Regions from separate parts of the Rattus norvegicus genome. Here region 2 is linked to region 1. Evidence: chromatin contacts called from public HiChIP or PLAC-seq data. All regions are on one chromosome and are shown on one strand. Each heading gives the region's core, a stretch centred on a gene start, on an enhancer-like site or on the middle of the called end of the contact. The rest is flanking DNA. Distances are from core to core; before and after follow the strand shown. Region 1 holds the start of Trim9 (tripartite motif-containing 9). Region 2 holds the start of Tmx1 (thioredoxin-related transmembrane protein 1).

Evidence for each region. HiChIP or PLAC-seq counts read pairs in DNA pulled down with a chosen protein or histone mark.
Region 2: a contact with region 1 is called in an H3K27ac HiChIP or PLAC-seq map of oligodendrocytes, with 4 times the contacts expected there. The contact joins the promoter of Tmx1 here to the promoter of Trim9 in region 1. A contact is called at or near these places in 1 of 12 Hi-C or Micro-C datasets (kidney) and 1 of 1 datasets of contacts at active chromatin or transcription factors (oligodendrocytes).

Annotation. Positions count from the first base shown.
Region 1 is chr6:94,589,764-94,594,413 of GRCr8, reverse strand. Trim9 (tripartite motif-containing 9) reads left to right here and starts at 1,863. Exons shown (of 10, transcript NM_130420.1): 1 at 1,863-2,842. The coding sequence starts at 2,021. It overlaps LOC102549102 (a long non-coding RNA gene), which reads right to left and starts at 1,679. Exons shown (of 5, transcript XR_010052260.1): 1 at 1-1,679.
Region 2 is chr6:94,693,989-94,698,571 of GRCr8, reverse strand. Tmx1 (thioredoxin-related transmembrane protein 1) reads right to left here and starts at 1,873. Exons shown (of 8, transcript NM_001024800.2): 1 at 1,654-1,873. The coding sequence starts at 1,805. It overlaps LOC102551922 (a long non-coding RNA gene), which reads left to right and starts at 1,865. Exons shown (of 2, transcript XR_593062.4): 1 at 1,865-2,133.

The sequences.
Region 1 (4,650 bases), core at 614-3,113:
CTTCATGGTATACCGTGGTAGGCAAAGCCCAGACTCCAGAAGAATGACAGCTCCTTACTTTGCCAGCCAAGGTTTCCCTGACTTGCACAAGCGAATGCAAAATGCATGAAAGTATTGTAACATGCAAGGGTGGATGACCCTCTCCACCAATTTCTTAAGAATCAATCACTTAGCATGAGCAAAGTGTCTTTGGACTAATGTAGTCTTTGTATCCTGCACTAATATAGATAATGCCCCCAATCAAATCTGAAGAAACTCTTTGCCTGTAAACAGATTGCATATACCTTAGCAGCTCTGGTCTCAACTAATTAAAATATGGGTTAGAAATAAACCCTGTAGGATTTGTGACTAACATAGTTTTAAATAACAATGTGAATTCTTCCTCCCACACAACCAATGATCAACTACTGTAGTCATTGTGCTAAAAAATATATTTGCGAGATAATCCAATTTATTTGTACTATTTCTCCAAAAATCAAAGATTATAGAAAGTACTTCTTTTCCCTGGACAAAAAAAAGTGCTTTTAAATTATAAATGAAGCTATGAATAATCGTTATCTACTGGAAGTTGAAAATTTGGAAGATCCCACGGGACTTGAAAACCATTTTTGTCACTTGTTTTATGAATCACTCAGAAAATTAACTATGTGTGCCCCCAAGATAAATTACTTCCTTGGAATGTCACTGGATTCAAAGATTCTACCCATTGAGTAACAGGCTGATATATTGATTCAAAGATTCTATCGTCGTCCTCATTTAAGGGTTATGCAGGCAAGGGGCAGGATCCATTATCTCTAGCACGATTTGGGGAAAAGAGAAATCGGTTAGAATACAAGGGCTATCATTAGATTCCTTCATTACCTCACAGAAGCAAAAATAACACCCCGCCCCCTATTCTGGAATTTATGGTAGATGCTAAGGGCATGTGACATTGGATAATATCGTTTGGAATCAAACATTGGAATCTGCAATGCCATAGCAATTCGTTCACATAGCTAGTTTCCAAACAATAGCACTCAGAAACACACAAACTCTGCCTGCTTCAACTCAACTAATGTTCCTGGGGCCTCTCTAAAACCCAGCCAGATGCTGAGGGATGAGCTTCGAGAGGCTGGGAGGGTGAGAAGAACCTAGGTACCTTCACTCCAAGGCGTAGGGGCCTCCACACATTTAAAACATGTAGCGATGGTGGTACAGCTTTTGGAGGAATACTGAGCCTTTGCCTCGGAGTAGGGAAAAAGCTACCGGGGAGGGGGGGGAGCGCAAGAAGGGGGCACTGCAGCCATGACACACAACCATCTCCCCCAAACACGATGGATGCGGGCGCTCCAGCTGCTTCTGAGTGCTGGAGAAAAGCCCAAAAGCCCCCAGGAAGGCACGGGGGAGGTGCCAGCTTGATGCCAGCAGCGGAAGGAGAAGGGGTGGGTCGGCGCGCAGACTAGAGCTGGAAGGCAAGCCCCAAGCGCCGGCGACAGGCAACAGCAGCCCACTCACGATTGGGAGGGGTTCTCACGCCCCCTGCTCCCGGGTGACTGCACTCGAGCTCAGAAGGAAGCGTGTGGGGGGTGGGGGTGGAAAGGGATGAATCATCCCGCCCCACTTCTCCTTCTCGGCCCTTGCTCCAGCCCCCTCCCAAAATCCCGCGCCAGCTTCAGCAAGCCAAGCGGCTGCTCCAGCTCCGACTCACTGAGCCCCCTGCGGCCTGCAGAGAAGGGGAGACGGACAGGGCGGGAAGCCAATGAGAACGCAGCTCTCACGGCCGCCGTCCGATGAGCCTCGGCTCCCTGGCGGGGTGGGGCTAGCAGCGGGAAGGGGGCGGGCCCGGGCTGGCGCGCAGCGCGGACGCTCCACCGCTCACAGAGAGAGCGCGTCCTGGGGAGTCGGCGCCTAGGCGACGCGGAAAGGCGCCACCACCGCCGCCGCTGGCCAAGGTGCTGGACACCACAGGCCTATCGACTGCTTCGCCAGGTCAGGCCCCCTTTGCCGCAGCCTCTGCTGCCTCGCTTCCAGCCAGGTCCCCATGGAAGAGATGGAAGAAGAGTTAAAATGCCCCGTGTGTGGCTCCTTCTATCGGGAGCCCATCATCCTGCCCTGCTCTCACAATTTATGCCAGGCTTGCGCCCGCAACATCCTGGTGCAGACCCCGGAGTCCGAGTCCCCCCAGAGCCGCCGGGCCTCGGGCTCTGGGGTTTCTGACTATGACTATCTGGACCTGGACAAGATGAGCCTTTACAGCGAGGCGGACAGCGGCTATGGCTCCTACGGAGGTTTCGCCAGCGCCCCCACTACCCCGTGCCAGAAGTCGCCCAACGGCGTCCGTGTTTTCCCCCCTGCTATGCCGCCACCGCCCACCCACCTGTCACCGGCTTTGGCCCCTGTGCCCCGCAACTCCTGCATTACCTGCCCCCAGTGCCACCGCAGCCTCATTCTGGATGACCGGGGGCTCCGCGGCTTCCCCAAGAACCGCGTCCTGGAAGGGGTCATCGACCGCTACCAACAGAGCAAAGCCGCGGCCCTCAAGTGCCAGCTCTGTGAGAAGGCGCCCAAGGAAGCCACGGTCATGTGCGAACAGTGCGATGTCTTCTACTGCGACCCTTGCCGTCTACGCTGCCACCCACCGAGGGGTCCCCTAGCCAAACACCGTCTGGTGCCCCCGGCCCAGGGTCGCGTAAGCCGACGGCTGAGCCCGCGCAAGGTCTCCACCTGCACAGACCACGAGCTGGAGAACCACAGCATGTACTGTGTGCAATGCAAGATGCCGGTGTGCTACCAGTGCTTGGAGGAGGGCAAACACTCCAGCCACGAAGTCAAGGCTTTGGGGGCTATGTGGAAATTGCACAAGGTGAGTCCTATGCAACCCACCCCTGACTCCCCGCGTCCTGGGTCCTCCTGATTTGCAGCACTGGTTCCCTCTTAGGGTGACAGCGCATCCCAGTGGGGGCGCCGTGCAAGTGCCTTCGGCGTCTGCCTTGCGTTGTGGTGCATTGCAGGAGGCTCTGGGGACATTTGAGGCGACGCAGGGAAGTTGAATGTCTCCAGAGAGCTGTTGCAGGAATGCCTTAGCATGGGTCTCCCTCCCCAGGCATTCTGCCTGTGAGCTGGGTCAGGCCGCCCCCTCTTCAGTCTTCAGCCTATCTATGGTCACCGCCGCCGTAGGGCAAAGCCTATTTGGCTTGGCGGAAGCGCGCGGGTGGCAGAGGCCTCCGGGCATGCGCTGGTATGGGGTAGGCTGAGGGCCTAGGAGACTAGGGCAGGTGGGGGCGGTGGGGGCGGATAGACCTCAGGGGATTGTCTCCGACAGGGAGACAGAAGCCCTGATGCACAGCGGGGGGTGGTCCGTGGACAGAATACTGATGAGTCTGCACTGAGCTAGACCTGGCTCCAGCTGGAAGAGAATCAGGTCCGGGTTCCCAGAACTCCTGTGGTCCTAAGGCATCCTTAGGAGGAGGGGGACCTAAGGCTGGAGCAGAAGGAGTAGAGTTTTCTGAGCGGTAGCGAACTAAAACCGTCCTTTCCCCCAAACCCTTATTCCACCAGGGGTCAAACCTTTTCCCTTTCAGTAGCTGCACGTAAACTTTGAGACACCTGTTAGCAGAATTATCTTTTGGGTTGCTTTTGACATGCTGTCATGGAACTCCTCTACTCTGATGGCTTCTTGTGATTCTCAGACCATCCTTAGAACATTCTAGCAAAGCCTACTTGACATGTTCCTCTAGTCCCCTTCTGCTGATTAGCCCTGACTCTCTGCTTCTGTGTTTCTTGCTGTTCCTCAGTCAACACCTAAGCCTTTACATTTGGGTGTTTCTCTCCTGAAATTCTCTTCCCCAGTGCCTAGACAGAGCGACCCTCTCTTACCTCACTGACTGTGTTCAGATCTGAGTTAAGCCCAGATGGAGGCTGTGATGACCCCCTGCTTCAGACAACCCTTTGCTCCCTGTTTTGTTTTTCTCAGTAGTATGTATCACCATGGTAACGTGCCACATGTCAATTATGCTGGCCTTGTACTTATGTATTGCTCTTTCCCCCTAACACATACAAAACAGGAAGGTAAGCTTTGTGAGGAATGCGCTCTTTTTAATAACATGTCTGTGTTGCTTAGAAGGAAGGAGACCACTTTGCAGAGATGTGCTTTAAGTCCACTTTACTTTTCAAGTATTCCGTTTACTGGGGAGGGGTTGGGAGGTTCTGCCCAGTGTTGTCAAAGGAGAAATTGTCCTTATACCACAGGGTTGTCTGCCCAAGAATAAGGTAATGAAATGGTGTTGCAACCCTCAGCTGTGTCCCTGCTAGTTTGCCAGCATTCCTTGGACTCTAGAGACGCTAACTGAGAGATGCCCTCTCTGCAGTTAAGATTGGGACAGCCATTTTCATTGCCAGCATTTTCAGCAATCACTGGGGGACGTCCTCAGCTCTTTCCCCGTCTCCCAGGTGACAAGGGATTTATGGCATGTGCTACCATGCCCATCTCTCCAATTGTGCTTTTTAAAATAACATTTAATTTTGAAAATTGGAAAAAAATAGTTCTCAGGCATGTTTCTGTACAAAGTATCTAAGAAAATAGTCGCCCTGCCTGGACAAAGACCTTAGTGCTACATGCTAATTGGGATTGGTAGGAACCACAACATGTTCATGAAGAAAAGCCCATACTCT
Region 2 (4,583 bases), core at 624-3,123, 100 kb before region 1:
CTTGTAATTAAGGGTAGACTATTATGACTATCAAGTGTGCAGTTTCTTAGTGCTTTTTAAGAGCTTCCCCCCCTCTTAATTAATCACTGACCCCTTCCAGTACCCCCCCCCCCCCGAGGTTCTTTAAAACTCCCAAATTTTAGCCAAGGAAAAAGGGAAGAACAAGATCCATATTTCAGATGGATGTTTTTATCTCATTTTCAGTGTTGTGGTAGCTTTAATTCCCTTTCATACCTTTTGTGGATATTACATTTACAATGTAACAAAAAATGCTTAAAGGTATCTTCCTGCAATCTTGGACTATATTTTACATATGAATTTATAATCACTACTGCTTTAACACTGCTATTCATGACAATGACTGAAAACAAACAGCACTGGTTAGTGTTCCTCTGCTGGAAACTGACTGCCAGAACACTGAGCGTCTTCCCTGTCACAGTCTCCATAAAAAACGCTTCCACATTTCCTTTTGTTTTATGACTCAGGTATCATGGATCTCGTCTGGGTTCTTTCTTGAGGACGTTCACTTCCATCTTCTCCTCAGCGTGAGGCCCTAAACATAAACTACAATATGGAAAAACACCAGAATCTTGCTGAGGGGTTGCTAACAACAGTGCCTGCATATATTTACTCTTGAATTCCAACAAAGCTACTATGACATCTGAACAGGCCAATCTGTAAAGCAGGGGATGGGAGTGGTTAACTACTATAAGGAATATGGAGAATAATTACCAAAAAATGTGTACAAAGGTACTGAGTAGTGTCCAGGAAACAATGAACATTCAATAGTGGTGCTTCCGCCAGATCAATAACGCTAGCCACCAGTAACACTGTCAACTAACCATTCCATTTATCATCTAAAACAAAAGCCAATGGTAGTTTATTTCCTACAGCAGCAGAATGGACATTATTGAAGTAGAATCATCACACAAGATAAGTGATCTTGTTTGAATAGTAAATGATGAACTGGAGTTTTTTTAAAGGGCCTATTAATAATCATACCAACAAATACGCAATACCATTCGCAGGCCTGTAAGTCACAATTCAAGCCATTCTCTAAATTGCTAACGTGCACCGCCAAGGAAAAATGTGATTCATATCAAAAGAAATGAATGTAGGCAAGGAGAAAATAAAATAAAATATTTTAAAATACATTTCGATTTATTTGGCATTTACAATAAATAACTAATCCACAAAATTAAAAAAAAAGGAGCTCAAAATTCAAGCATTACAAATAGGTAAATATAACAATTTCCGAATGACAGGTTAAAAGCGATATTTTATTCAATATAATCTTTTGTAAAAATTTGGAGACTTAAAGTCTAGATGTCTGCGGTAGATCAAAGTCATAGCTAAGACCTCCATCCCACCCAATCCCACCCTCAAACCCGCCAGGCTGTTCCAGAGAATTCGATGTGGCACGTAATCCTTTAATCGCACCACAGTGCTTAGCAACGACGAGGCTCGGTGTACGCTTAGATAGAAAAGTAATACGCCCGGTTAAGAAACAACCCTGGAGCTGGGGGCGGCGAAGGCTGGGACCTCAAGACCTGGCCGAGGAAGATGGGCCAGTCAGGTGTGCAGCTTGAGGGAGGGGGCGGCGGAGGCCACCGCCACCACCATCAGATACCCAGACAACCGCCCCGCACTCACAATTCTATCATCCACTCTCCTTCCAGCAATGAGGTCCAGTTCTCATCGGTGAGGACGCGCACGTTGCTCCGCCGTCCGTGAGCCCCAGGGACCGCCCAGAGCAACAGGACCAGGGCTGCCAGGGGAACCAGGAGACGCCCCAAGTGCGCCATGTCAGCCACTTGCCCAGTCTCAGAGCGCTCCCGCCCCACCGCCCCGCCGCAGCTCCACTTCCGCTCTGGCGGCCGCTCCGCCCATGCGCACAACGAGCCTGCGAGGCGCGCGAGCCCCACCCCCCCCAGCAACTCAGTGCGCATGTCCGGGTCCTGACCCCTAGCGGAAGGTGGAGACGGGAAGAGGGAGGTGCTTTTGTTTCCGTGCATAGGAGCAAAAGGAGGCTGCCCATTGTGGTCCCTCGAAAAGCGCTAAAAGGGGCGGTAGGCGGAAGGATCAAGGTGATGCGTTCGAGATGAGTGGCCCTGTAGTGCTCACCAGTGCCAAGTAGGGTCACCACGACAGTTTTCTCTGTAACGTTCCCCTTTGAAAATAGCATCATTTAGTTGAATGTAGGATGTACTGCTCCTGTAATATTCCGATGGCCCACGACGCCATGTGCTAATCAATTTCGGGGTGATGTGGAGGGATGCCTCTTTAGAAGGAAAGTAGGCGTGCGCGGAAGAAGCCAAGATGGCTGCAGCAGCTCCAGGCTTCTAGGCTTAGAGTGGGATGGGTGGTTGTAAGCAGCAGATACATACCCTCCATCGTAGAGATAGTTTAAGCAGTACAGCTTTATTGTCGTAATGTGGCTAGGCCATCCATCTCAGGGTAGGTTTGTTCCTCTGAGGACGTGTTTTGTTTTTCTCCAGCATCGATTTTATTAGTTTTAGGGCAAAGGATCTCTTTATGACCGAAATGTGCTGCTGCTTGCCTTAAAAACTCTTAAGAGAATGCTACTACATTTGAGATGATCAAATCAAATCAACACTGCTAATTTATCAACCACCTGTTGGGTTCACCGTCTCTTCCTTCTATCATTTGGGTATTGATGTCGACCATAATCTTTTTTTTTTTCTGGAGTTCTTAGTGTTTGTTTTTAAACATAATATTAATAATATATAATTCACATGTCATACAATTTTACATGATACATGATGCAGTGGTTCCTAGTATATTCACAAGATGGGCAATGGTTACCATAGTCAAATTTAAAAATCTTCCTATTCATGTGGAGTCACCAGCCCCTTCTGTCCATCCATTCACTCCTTACCCTGGCCCTCTGCAAACATGCTTCTACTTTCTGTCCTGCCTGCTTTACTAATTGAATCTTGTGTGTCCTTGGTGATTGACTTACTTTAACTCTTTAAGCATGAGTCTTTGAATCTCCTCTAACATAGTCGTAATGGAAGACTTTGTTATTTCTTGGTCCTCTCATAAGTAACTTTTGCTGCATGCTCTTTGCCTTCCTGTAGAAGGGTTATATTTTCCTGTCTTTGTGTAACTCAAAACCTTATTGGAAACTAGGGTTTTAAGGTCCGCAATTCTGGATAGTGATTCCCCTTGTGGCCTTCCATCTTCTGTTGATTTTGTTTGATTGTTTAGTGAGTTGGCAAGGCCATTCTAGTGAAGTCTGTTTCTCAGAGAATACAGCCCTGGGCGGGTACACAGGTAATCTGGGTGATGGTAGTGGTTTTAGCAGGGCTCACTGGCTATCACTTTTTGGGATGTGTCTGCCTCATTTCTTATTTCCAGCTGTAATATTACATGAAGTGCTCACAGATGGCTTGTTTTTATTTTGTTTTAATTCTCAGGGCATAAATTGTTCCAAAGTCTAATAAATTTTGGCAGATAGTTTTTGAGGTTAGTGGTTGAGATTTATTTTAACCCCAAGATGATTCTTCATTGTCTCCTTTCTTAGTTCTCTCTGGTGAACTAAGTGGCTTATGCACTAGCATCTTGCTCTTAAGGGAAAAAAATTTTTTTAAGAGTGACTTTAGGCAAAAAAAAAAAAAAAAAAAGGTAAAAAGATAAAAGAGTGACTTTAGGCTTGACTGTACTCTTGTTTAATAAAGTCCATTACTTTGGGAAGAGTTCAGAACTAACTCTCCTGGGCACAGGCAGCCTCAGTCATCATTCTCTGCACAGTGTAGACCAGCAGGATCTGGTTTTCTGGACTTACTTCTAATGGCCTATAGCCTCTATTACATGGGCAAAAAGGTTGAGGAGGCGTCTGGAGACGTCTCCATCTGCCATAACGAGAGCTTCACTGTGCCTGTGGTGTGCAATGCATCACAGATTCTGTCCTTGTGGCCTGGACTTGGGAGAGATTAAGATGCCAGTCACCTTCCCCTCCTGACCAGACACTGTCTTTCGATTGGGAATGGAGAGGAGGTGGAGCCCTGTGTTCTTGGTCACACCCACCTACAGTGGAGTTTTCACCACAATGGCCTGGGCTAAGAAAGTGATAAGAGAACAGGAGTTTGAGATGGGGTGGATGCCAGGGTCTCGGTTCTACTGAAGGAACAACAATAGCAGCAGCAAAAGCATCATTCATTGTTTGCAATTTCCAGAAACCTTTAGTGAGTTTTTGTTTATGTAGTTCCCAGGTCAGTTCTGTTTCTGGGAATTCATGCACTGAAGTCCTGATGCTCAGTAATTCAGAACTGAGAGTGCATTTAAAGATAAGGTCTTTTTTTTTTTTTTTGAGTTCCAGTAACTTATATTCATTTTATTTAAAATTGCACAACAGAAAGTACCTAAGTCAAATGAAATATCCCTTGTTTCTGTTCCCATTTAGAACCCTACAAAGCTCAGTGACATCTTTTTGGTTTTTTTTTTTAAATATTTTATTGGTTACTTTATTTACATTTCAAATGTTATCCCCCTTCCCAGTTTCTCCTCTGCAAACCCCTTATCCCATCCCCTCCCCCTTGCTTCTGTGAGGGTGCTTCCCT